2 separate regions of the Mustela erminea genome follow, and region 1 is linked to region 2. The links are chromatin contacts, called in public Hi-C maps. All regions are on one chromosome and are shown on one strand. Each heading gives the region's core, a stretch centred on a gene start, on an enhancer-like site or on the middle of the called end of the contact. The rest is flanking DNA. Distances are from core to core; before and after follow the strand shown. Region 1 holds the start of BSDC1 (BSD domain-containing protein 1). Region 2 holds the start of ZBTB8OS (protein archease).

Region 1 (5,103 bases), core at 1,321-3,820, 180 kb after region 2:
TTCATCTGTCAACGGACACTTGGGTTTCTCACACCTCTCGGCTATTAAGAAAACGCAGAGATGAACATGGGTGTAGAAATATGTTAAGATTCCTGCTTTCAGGGCACGTGGGTAGCCAAATCGGTTAAGCATTTGCCTTCAGCTCAGGTCAGGATCCCAGATCCAGGGTGGAGCCCCATGTTGAGCTCCCTGCTCAGTGAGGAGTTTTCTTCTGCCCCTCCTCATGCTCCTTCTCTCTCTCTCACTATCTCTCTCTCAAATAAATAAATAAAATCTTTTTTTAAACAGATTTTATTTATTTATTTCACAAACAGAGATCACAAGTAGGCAGAGAGGCAGGCAGAGAGAGATAGCAGGGAGCAAGCTCCCTGCAGAGCAGAGAGCCCAATGTGCGGCTCGATCCCAGGACCCTGGGATCATGACCTGAGCTGAAGGCGCCCCTAAATAAAATCTTTTTTTTTTAAATCCTGCTTTCAGTTTTTTGGGGCATATACCAAGGGGTGGAATTGCTGGACGGTATGGTAATTCTATGCTCAGTTTTTTGAGGAATCACCATATTGTTTTCCAGAGCAGCTGCGCCATTTTACATTCTGTATATTTTTCAAGACACTACTTTCAGGATGAATTAAGGCTATACAATGGGAAGGCAAGATTGGGACAGAGATACCAGTTAAAAGTTTTTCAAATTTATCTAGATGAGAAACAGTGGCTGTGATTTACATAGTAGCAGGGGAGAAGTAAGAAGAGACCAGGTTCTAGTTTTGCTTTAAAGGTAGAGCCAACACAGTCTGTTAAGGGTCAGCTCTGATTTTGGCTCAGGTCATGATCTCAGGGTTATAAGACAGAGCCCTGTGTAGGGCTCCAGGCTGGGTGTGGAGCCTGCTTAAGATTCTCTCTCTCCCTTTTCCTCTGCCCCTTCCACCCTTTCCCTCTCAATAAATAAATAAATAAATAAATAAGAAAAATAAAGGTAGAACTAATAGATTTGCCGAGCAGCTAGCTTTGGAGTAAGAAAGAAAAAGATAAAAAATATATCCCCTGCGGGGCGCCTGGGTGGCTCAGTGGGTTAAAGCTTCTGCCTTCGGCTCAGGTCATGATCCCAGGGTCCTGGGATGGAGCCCCACATCGAACTCTCTGCTCAGCAGGGAGCCTGCTTCCTCCTCTCTCTCTGCCTGCTTCTCTGCCTATTTGTGATCTCTGTCTGTCAAATAAATAAATAAAATCTTAAAAAAAAAAAGCTTATTCTTGAAAAAAATACATAGATCCTCCCCGTTTTTGGCTTGAGAAACCGGAGGAACGAGGTTGCCATTTATAGCTTTGGGTAAGTTTGCAGACAGTTGAGATTAATACATCAGGAGTTGGGGGGCATATTAAGTTTAATATACCTATTACACAACCAAATATTGATAATGATCCTGGTATTCAGAGATGTGTGGGCTGAAGAAAAAATTTGAGAGCAGCCAGTGTATAGATGGCATTTAAAATCATGAGACTTGATGAGATCATCTGGTGAATGATTACAGACACACAAGAAGAGAGGGCGCTCTGAGCCTTGGGACATTCCAGCAATAAGAGGTCAATGAAAAAAACAGTAGAGAACAGTGAGAAGGAGATGCTGGTGAGGTAAGAGGAGAGTCAGAAGGGCACTGGTGTCCTGGAAGCTAAGTGAAGATAGTGTTTTTAAAAGTAGGAAGGTGACCAACTGTGTCAAGTCAGATGCTGCTGGTCCAAAGAAAGATTGAAAGTTGGTCATTGCTCTTAGCATCCCAATACAAGTCAGGCAAAAACGGGACGGAAGTGAATTCAATAAATGATGGGAAGAGACGGGAATTGGAGCCAGTGAGTACAGACAAGTCTTAAAGAAGTTTTGCTGTAAAGGGGAAAGGGTGTCCGATCAAGAGAGTGTTGGTATTTATTTCCACGCTTTTAGGATGGGAGAAACAGCAGGTATGACAGGAACAATCCTGTAAAGAGGGGAAACGGAACGGGGGTGGAGGGATTACTAAAGCTCTCCCAGTAAACAGACAAGAGGCGATGGTATTTGATGGGTAGCAGATCCAGAAAGTCTCTCCCTTTCACAAGCTAATCCATGTCCGTTGAAGAATTTTTCTCCGTACACCTGCAGACCCTGGCCCAGTGCCCTGCTCTGCGCTTGTTGAATTAGCCCGAAGAGACCCCAAGCAACCGCTACGCGGTTTGTTTCATAAAGGGGGGTGGTCCTAGCCCTGCGCTCTAGGATCCAGACTTTCGAGCTCCAGACCCGCTCCCTTCCTTCCTCGCCTCTGCGCGTACACCTCCGCGGTCCAGGCCGGCGGACGTGGCCCCTGGCAGCCACCGTATCCGAAGTCAGTTTGATAAAAAGTAGGTGCTAGTGGGGGTAGGGCTAACACTTGGGGGTGGACTTGAGAACCGAATTGAGTGAGGATTGGGCCGAGAGTTCAGGGGCGGAGTTTAAGAGCGAACTCTAGACAGAGAGTGGACCGAGCTCATGGAGGCGGGGCCTAGTGATGAGCCGGGGCGGAGATTGGGCTGTGGGCGGTGTCAGCGCGAGGATTGGACCGGGTGCTCTGGGGCGGTGCTTGGGGGGGGTAGTGCCGTGTCGAAAGTCAGAGGTCAGTAAATAGTGGTGATGTCATGCAGGCAAGATGGCGGAAGGGTGAGCCCGTCATCCAGCTCTCGGGCGTTGGGGCCTGAATTCTCCCAGGGTCGGGGTGCTGGGCCAGGGTCCCTGTGGGGAACAGGAGGCCGGCCCGGGAGTGGACGGGGCTGAAAGGGCGGGGTGGAGTCTCAGTGCGAGGGGGTGGGGAAACGGTCTGCCAAGTCTCGGCCCGCGGACCACATCTCTGGGAGAAACTGAGACCCGATCATGCGCGGGCAAGAGTCGCACGGCAGGGCCGCCAGATATATCTGTCTTCGCAGGGAGGACGTGGGCTGGTGGCGGAGCTGGCTGCAACAGAGCTACCAGGCAGTCAAGGAGAAGGTAAGCCGGGCCGGCGCCCTTCCTCCGCCAGGGCCTCGCGCCGCCTCATACAAGCAGGTCCAAGCTGCCCCGCCCGACCAGTGTGGGCGCTGGGCCTCAAAGATGAGGCCCACCCGGGCCCTACTGTTACCCCTGTCGGTCTTGGGGAGGACTGACCCCCGACTCGGAGCAGTGTGACACAAGCCACGGTGAAATACAGATTGTTTTAAAGGCCGGAGCTTCCTTTTTGTAGGAATCCATAGGAAGAGCAGTTTATTCCAGCTAAGGAAGTTCACAGCTTCGTAGAAGAGAGAACCTTTGATCGATTACGAAGAAGTCTGCAATAGAAACTTATTTCTGTAGTCATTCGAATACTGGAATTCCACAGCTAGCACTCTGACAGGTCCTGAGGGTGCAGATGCTATCCTGGGCCTCACAAAGCTCACAGTCTGGTGGGGAGGCAGCAATCCCTGTGGGATGATGAGTGAGCCTTGGCTCTGCCAATAGACAAGGCTGTTGTGTGTTTCTGTTCCACCCCATACTAGTTTGTCAGAACCAGCCCAAGTGAATCCTGGAGGAAAAGTTAACTACTGTTTACTTCAAGAAATTGGGGTGAGTCCTGCTTCAGGGCAGACTCCAGGAGGCTTCTGATCTCAGTTAAATCAGTCCTCTGCTCTGGGGGCATTTTAATACCTCCTTTAGCCTACATACTCCTGTTCAGCCTCTCAGCTAGCTACAGCCTAGCTAATCTGAGAATGTCCTGAGTTGTTTATGTTGTTGTTCAGGAATAAGAGAATTTCACACTGAAGTTTAATCGAAAAGCTCTCAAAGGACCTCAGAATACTGTTGAGCGATCTCCTGGAAGGAGAATCTGACATTCATTCAGCAACTGGGGCGATGACTTTCTGTGTGTTGCCCTCAAGGCCGGTCTTACCATAACTCATAGATAGTTGGTTGGCTTTCCATCTTTGTTCTTGGGAAGCTCCCTGTTTGAGGCCAGGGTGTGGATGTTGTTTCTGCCTTTGACAGTTCCCCATTCAGAAAGAGGGGACTTAATTTCCCTCTCAGCTAGTTACTGTTACATGAACTTGTACAAGTTATTTAACCTCTCTAAACCTGAGTTCCCCATCTGTAAGATGGGAGTACTAAGAACACCTACCTGATAGTACTGTTGTGAGGATTAAATAATAATGTGTGTAAAGCACTAGGAACAATACTTAGCACACCGTAAGTAGTATATAAGCATCAGTTATTTTTATTAAGTCCTGAGGAGGGTGCTGGGGAAACCTCTTAAACACCACTAGTCCATTTTTACTTCCATTTTTTCCCTTGGTCATTCAGTGCTTTTCTGGCCTTGCCCCCCTTGCCTTCCCATTTCAGCTCCATCTAGAATACTCAGTTCCCAGGACCCTCAGTTCCCTTGCACCCCTAGCATCCATTGCCCTAGAGACCACAGTTCTAAGTTGGTGCTATAATCTGTCTTCCTCTGCTCCTTCCCTCCTCCTGCAGTCATTGTGCTTGTTTGCATTTCCGCACAGACACTGATAAAGGCATTGCTCCTTGGTCCAACCCCAGATTCCCCAAGCTTATTTAGGCCTGAGCACCAGCCCCCAACAAGCTTTTTCAGTCTCTGATTTGCTTTTCTTCCCCTTATCTTCGAAACTTTCCCCAAACCTAACTCTTCCCTCCAGTGCTCTGTTCAGCTACTTCCTCTTTTTTACCTCTAGGAGAAACCCTCGCCTCCTACTTTTTATATTTGAAGTCAACAACATGATCTCTCATAACTCTCTCCCCATCCCTGTGGCCACCACATGTGAGCTTATCGGTAAACACACTCAGCTTCACCTACCACTTGCCAAATCCATCGGGTGGTTTTCAACTCTTATCTTCCTGGGCCTTTCGGCTGCATTTGACACTAGTGATCACTCAGCCTCTTTCTTGAAACTCTACTCCTTTGGCTTTGTGGCTTGCTTCTCTCTCAATTCTCCACATCTCCTGGCTCTTCTTTCCTCACTGTTGCGTGACTTTCCCTTCTTACCCTTTAAAGGAGCGGTTTTTGAGGGGTCTTGTCCTCAGCTCACTGCTCTGTTCACTCGACAAACTCTTCCTGGGAGACTTCTCCATTTTCATGATAGTGTGATTCC
Region 2 (5,166 bases), core at 1,191-3,690:
TGATCCCAGGACCCTGAGATCATGACCTGAGCCGAAGGCAGCGGCTTAACCCACTGAGCCACCCAGGCGCCCAGACTTCCTCATTTTTTAATGCCACTATGAAGGTAGTAACCTCTGAGTTATTAGTAAAATTTGCATCAAATTTCTATTACTTGTTGAGCTGAAACATAGCCACATTCTGCAAGATCCTGAATTCTGAAGAACCTTATTTAGCATATAATACCATTTTTAAAAAAATATTTTATTTGACAGACAGACATCACAAGTAGGCAGAGAGGCAGGCAGAGAGAAAGGGAGAAGCAGGCTCCCTGCTGAGCAGAGAGCCCGATGTGGGCTGGATCCCAGGACCCTGGGATCATGACCTGAGCTGAAGGCAGAGGCTTTAACCCACTGAGCCACCCAGGTGCCCCTATAATACCATTTTTTAAATGCTATAATGAACGGTGAGGCAATTTTATAAAAGAAAACTCATTATCCCAACAACTCACTGGTCTTGATAAAATCCTGTATAATTTAAATTCACGTTCATCTCTGCATTGTCACTTCCTCCTGGAAGCCTTTCACGATACCCTAAATTGAGGTGATTTTTCCTTCCCCTGATCACTTGATCATTTTATCTGTGCCACTCTTAGGATAATTATTTTTTACTGTAATACAGTAGCCCCTCCACCTGTGGTTTCAGTTACCCATGGTCAACCACAATCCCTCCGGAAGTAGATGATCTTCCTCTGACTTATCATCAGGTCAGTAGCAGCCTAATACTTCATCACTATGCCCATGTCATTCACCTCACTTTATTTCATCACATAGGCATTTTTCTCAACAACATCACAAGGGTGAGTACACAGTGAGAGATTCTGACAGCAAAAGACCACAATCAGATAGCTTTTATTATGCTATGTTACTATAATCACTGTTTTACTATTACCCTCTTATATGTCTAATTTACAAGTGAGGCTTTATCGCAGCTATGTATATATGGGGAAAAAAAAGAACATAATATAGAGTTCAGTACTATCCACAGATTCAGGCATCCATTGGGGATCCTCAGCCATATTCCCTAAACTAAAGGGGGGTGGTATGTACCATACTACACACAAAAAGTCAAGGCAGGGAAGGTGTCTATCTAAATTTGCACAACCTGATATGTGGTACCTAGCAGACCCTAAATAAATGGGGTAAATTAAGTACTATTTTATCTTGTTGGAGGTAAGCTTTTCATGTGTAAGACCTACCCTACAAGTGATTAATCTCTCACTATGCATAATTCCCTTATACAAAAACCATCCCACCTTCAGATGTTAGTTTTTTTTTTTTTTTTAAAGATTTTATTTATTTGACAGAGATCACAAGTAGGCAGAGAGGTAGAGAGGGGGAAGCAGGTCCCCCGCTGAGCAACACCAGGGGTAGGGGTGGGGGTCCATCCGAGGACACTGGGATCATGACCTGAGCAGAAGGCAGAGGCTCAAACCACTGAGCCACCCAGGCACCCCTCAGGTGTTAGTTCTAAACACCCTAAGTATCTCTGTAAATCTTGGCACATGTCACTGTAACTATTAGCTTCTATCAGCCTCTTCAACTATGCCTGTGCTCCTTGAAGGCAGGTACCATGTCACATAAATCTTTGTACTAGCCAGCTACTACCTCTAGGTTCCAACGTGTTGCTGAAAAAGCTGAACTCATCACAGCATTTTCTTGAAAGCTGACACATTTTACATTATTTCGTTAACTGTAGTTACAACAGACTATTCAATTCGTTATCAGGGAAAGAAAACAAGTTTTCTCTTATCAGGTACATTGCAAAACTACTTTTACATTTTTGTCTTATTTTGGGGGCTAGGAAAAAAGGTCACCAACTGGGTTTTGATCACGTGCTCTCTTTGGGGGACTGGAGGAAACAGGGAAGATCAACACTAAGGAGGACACAACAAGACAACGTTCAAAACGTTCACATCACCTGGTTACATCTGGAAGCCACTGCGCAGTTAGGCTAGGCCACTCCAGGGCATGGGTCATCACCAAATCGTAAAGAAAAGGGGTGTTCTTTTTCCATATTTTGTACTCTTCGTTGATCACACGTTCTTCCACTGCGTCATCAAAGGCTGCTAAAAGTTAAAACAAATTAAGTTAGCGAACACAAAGGGAAACCGAGTCAACACTTCCAAAGCTACCGGCAATGCTCGAGTCCAGATTCTGAAATGGAGGAGGTATGGGCAATTCTCCCCGCGGCGACGGTACCCACACCGCTCTCCACGCGCGCGGGCCCGCAGCAACTACTCTCTCCGGTTAGCCAGGCCCGTCACTCCGTTAGCCGTTCGCGCGACGGCGCCGGGCCTCATGAGCACGCTCCCATTCGCGCCGAGTCTACGGAACCGGCGCGGGCCTCCTGGGCCCCTGGGGTAGCGAACGGCTCAGGCAGAACCGGGAGAGGCGGGCAGACGGACAGGGCGCGCGGAAAGGTACCAGACACCGGCCGGGCCCGGGCTCCCCCCACTCCCCGCCCCAGCTCCACGCCGGGGGACCGGCCTCCGCGCCGGAGAAACTGGCGCGCCGTTAGCCCGCCCTACGGGGCGATTTCTCCTCACGCCTTCGATGGTGGGGACAGCACTCAAGAGTCGGGCTTGTCGTCACTGCTAGGCCCTGTCGAGGCCGCGGCGCCGGCCCGAAACCCCCCGCCCTCCTGGGGCGGCCCCAGCACCCTCACCTTCCTTGTCGGCCATGGCGGGCAGGCAAGCCGGGGGGATCCCGGGGTCGAGCGTTGCGGGAGGGGCGGGGAGGCTACGGGCGCTTGCTCTGCGCGCGCGGCCTCTATTGTTTCCTGCTGCCCCTGCGCGAGGGCTGACTCGCGCACCTTCGCGCCAACACTGGCCAGTCGGAGCGTCCCGAATGGTAGAGTGGGCGGGGAAGCCGCGTTCGCAGCCTATCCAGACACGCAGAATGGCTTTCTGTGGATCCGAGGCGGGCGCCCCTCCCCTGCCCCCACACGGCCGGGAGCCGACTTCCTTCGAGTGCGCGCGCGCGGAGCCGGTGGGAGTGCGACCGCCGGGTCACGTGACAAGTTTAGCCCGCACTCTCCAGGGGGCAGCCATTTTCTTAAAGGCTTTTCATCGCCAGATACTGTGAAAGTACTGAGATGAGAAATATAGGATGCTTTTGAGTCTAGTTAACAACCCCGGGAGTAAGGCGGAAAGAAAAGGCTTCTAAACACTCAGAAACAGGGTGTCTAGTTCAAGTCTCTCCATACTCTCAGGTCTTCCAGTTTCTTTTTCCTTAGTTCTTAGGACGAATGAAGCAAACACAGAAAATAGGGCCTAAGCCTATTAAAGATGTGCTCCCAGTGGCGGGCCGGAAGATAGAAGTCTTAGGGTATAAAGTACATCTGAGAGAATGGAGTCCTGGTCCTTTAAGGGGGCGTGCCGAGGGTGGGCGGAGTCTAGGGCGGAAGTTATAAATTAGAGCCGAAGTCCGGCTAATGAAGGGCGGAAGTAGAGTGTCTAGTGTTGCAATTATGGCGCAGGAAGAGGAAGATATTCGGGATTACAATTTGACTGAAGAGCAGAAGGCGATCAAGGCCAAATATCCCCCAGTCATTCGGAAGTACGAGTGTGAGTAGGTGGCTCACTTCTGTCGTCCCTCGTCTCCTTGCTCAGGTCTTCCGGCCTCGCCAGCCGTTTTATCTCATAAGGTGCTTCAGGCTTGATGCCATTTCGCCCTGTATTATAGGTCCTTGTCGGGGGGATGCTGAGGAAAAAAGCCCAATAGTCTGAGAGTCGGGAACCTGGGCTGCCACATTTACAGTCTCTTGAACTCTTTCTACATTTACCTAGTCACATTACCTTGTGGGAATTTTACCAGCGTATTCGTTCTAAAGACAACAGTATTTTCAAGCGTTTGCCGGGTTGTCGCCGGTAGGTATCTCCAGCTGTAGGGTGATGAGAGTGTGGTTACGTTAGAGAACTTGGAAAGTTGAGTAGGAAACTTACAACTTGGTGTTTTACCTGGATTGTGTTTTTAGCAAAAAGATCTGTTTTTGCCATAAACAGCTTAGTAATTTAAGGCAAATACATAACCTCTCTTTGTCCCTTAGTTCCTTCATCTGAGGAGTAAATGAGATAATAAACTTGAGCGTATAGTGCAGATTCTTTTTTTAAAAGATTTCATTTATTTATCTGACACACAGAGAGAGATCACAAGTAGGCAGAAGGCAGGCAGAGAGGAGGAAACCGGCTCCCTGCTGAGCAGAGAGCCTGAAGTGGGGATCGATCCCATGACCCTGAGACCATGACCTGAGCCGAAGGCAGAGGCTTAACCCGGTGAGCCACCCAGGCACCCCAATAGTGCAGATTCTGATCTTCTATATAAATGTTCAGCTATTTTCCCTAAAGGTTGCTATGGTTTGGGGAGCACAAATATGACTTTTATTTTTCTCTTATTTTATTTTAATAAAGATTCTATTTATTTATTTGACAGAGATGGCAGGAGAGGGAACACAAGCAGGGGAGTGGGAGAGGGAGAAGCACGCTTCCAAAGAGCAAGAAGCCTGATGCGGGACTAGATCATAGGACCCTGAGATCATGACTTGAACCGAAGGTAGAGGCTTAACCGACTGAGCCACCCCAGTGCCTCTGTAGAGTTTAGTTACCATGGCATACTGGGTTCTGAACCCACATATCTCCCTAGCTCATTTTTCTCTTAAAAATAGTTTCTTTAGGGGCGCCTCGGTGGCTCAGTGGGTGAAAGCCTCTGCTTTCAGCTCAGGTCATGATCCCAAGGTCCTGGGATCGAGCCCCACATTGGGCTCTCTGCTCAGCAGGGAGCCTGCTTCCTCCTCTCTCTGACTCCTCTCTGCCTACTTGTAATCTCTGTCTGTCAAATAAATAAATAAAATCTTAAAAAAAAAAAAAGTTTATAGCTCAGACTTCTATTCCACCCTCCACAGGCCAGACAAGCCATTTGTGGTGAGGGGGTGGGGCTGAAAGTTCCCACTCTTTAATCCTGTGTTTCATCCTCCTCATTACCGCACCATGCTAAGGCTATGTAGGAGCCCTAGCCTCAGTAACCTCAATAATGTAGACTCAGCTGTGGACAGAAGGGGACAATTAATGAATACCAAGACACTCCTATCACCAATGAAAAGCCAAGTATTTTAGGAGCTTGCCAGAAACC

Evidence for each region. A called contact is a pair of places that touch in the nucleus more often than the background predicts.
Region 1: a contact with region 2 is called in a Hi-C map of spleen, with 2.2 times the contacts expected there. The contact joins the promoter of BSDC1 here to the promoter of ZBTB8OS in region 2.

The regions. Positions count from the first base shown.
Region 1 is chr10:85,633,286-85,638,388 of mMusErm1.Pri, forward strand. It overlaps BSDC1 (BSD domain-containing protein 1), which reads left to right and starts at 2,571. Exons shown (of 11, transcript XM_032301459.1): 1 at 2,571-2,656; 2 at 2,920-2,980. The coding sequence starts at 2,646.
Region 2 is chr10:85,449,780-85,454,945 of mMusErm1.Pri, forward strand. It overlaps ZBTB8OS (protein archease), which reads left to right and starts at 2,441. Exons shown (of 7, transcript XM_032360793.1): 1 at 2,441-2,459. It overlaps RBBP4 (histone-binding protein RBBP4), which reads right to left and starts at 2,985. Exons shown (of 12, transcript XM_032360790.1): 1 at 2,705-2,985; 2 at 1,958-2,102. The coding sequence starts at 2,720.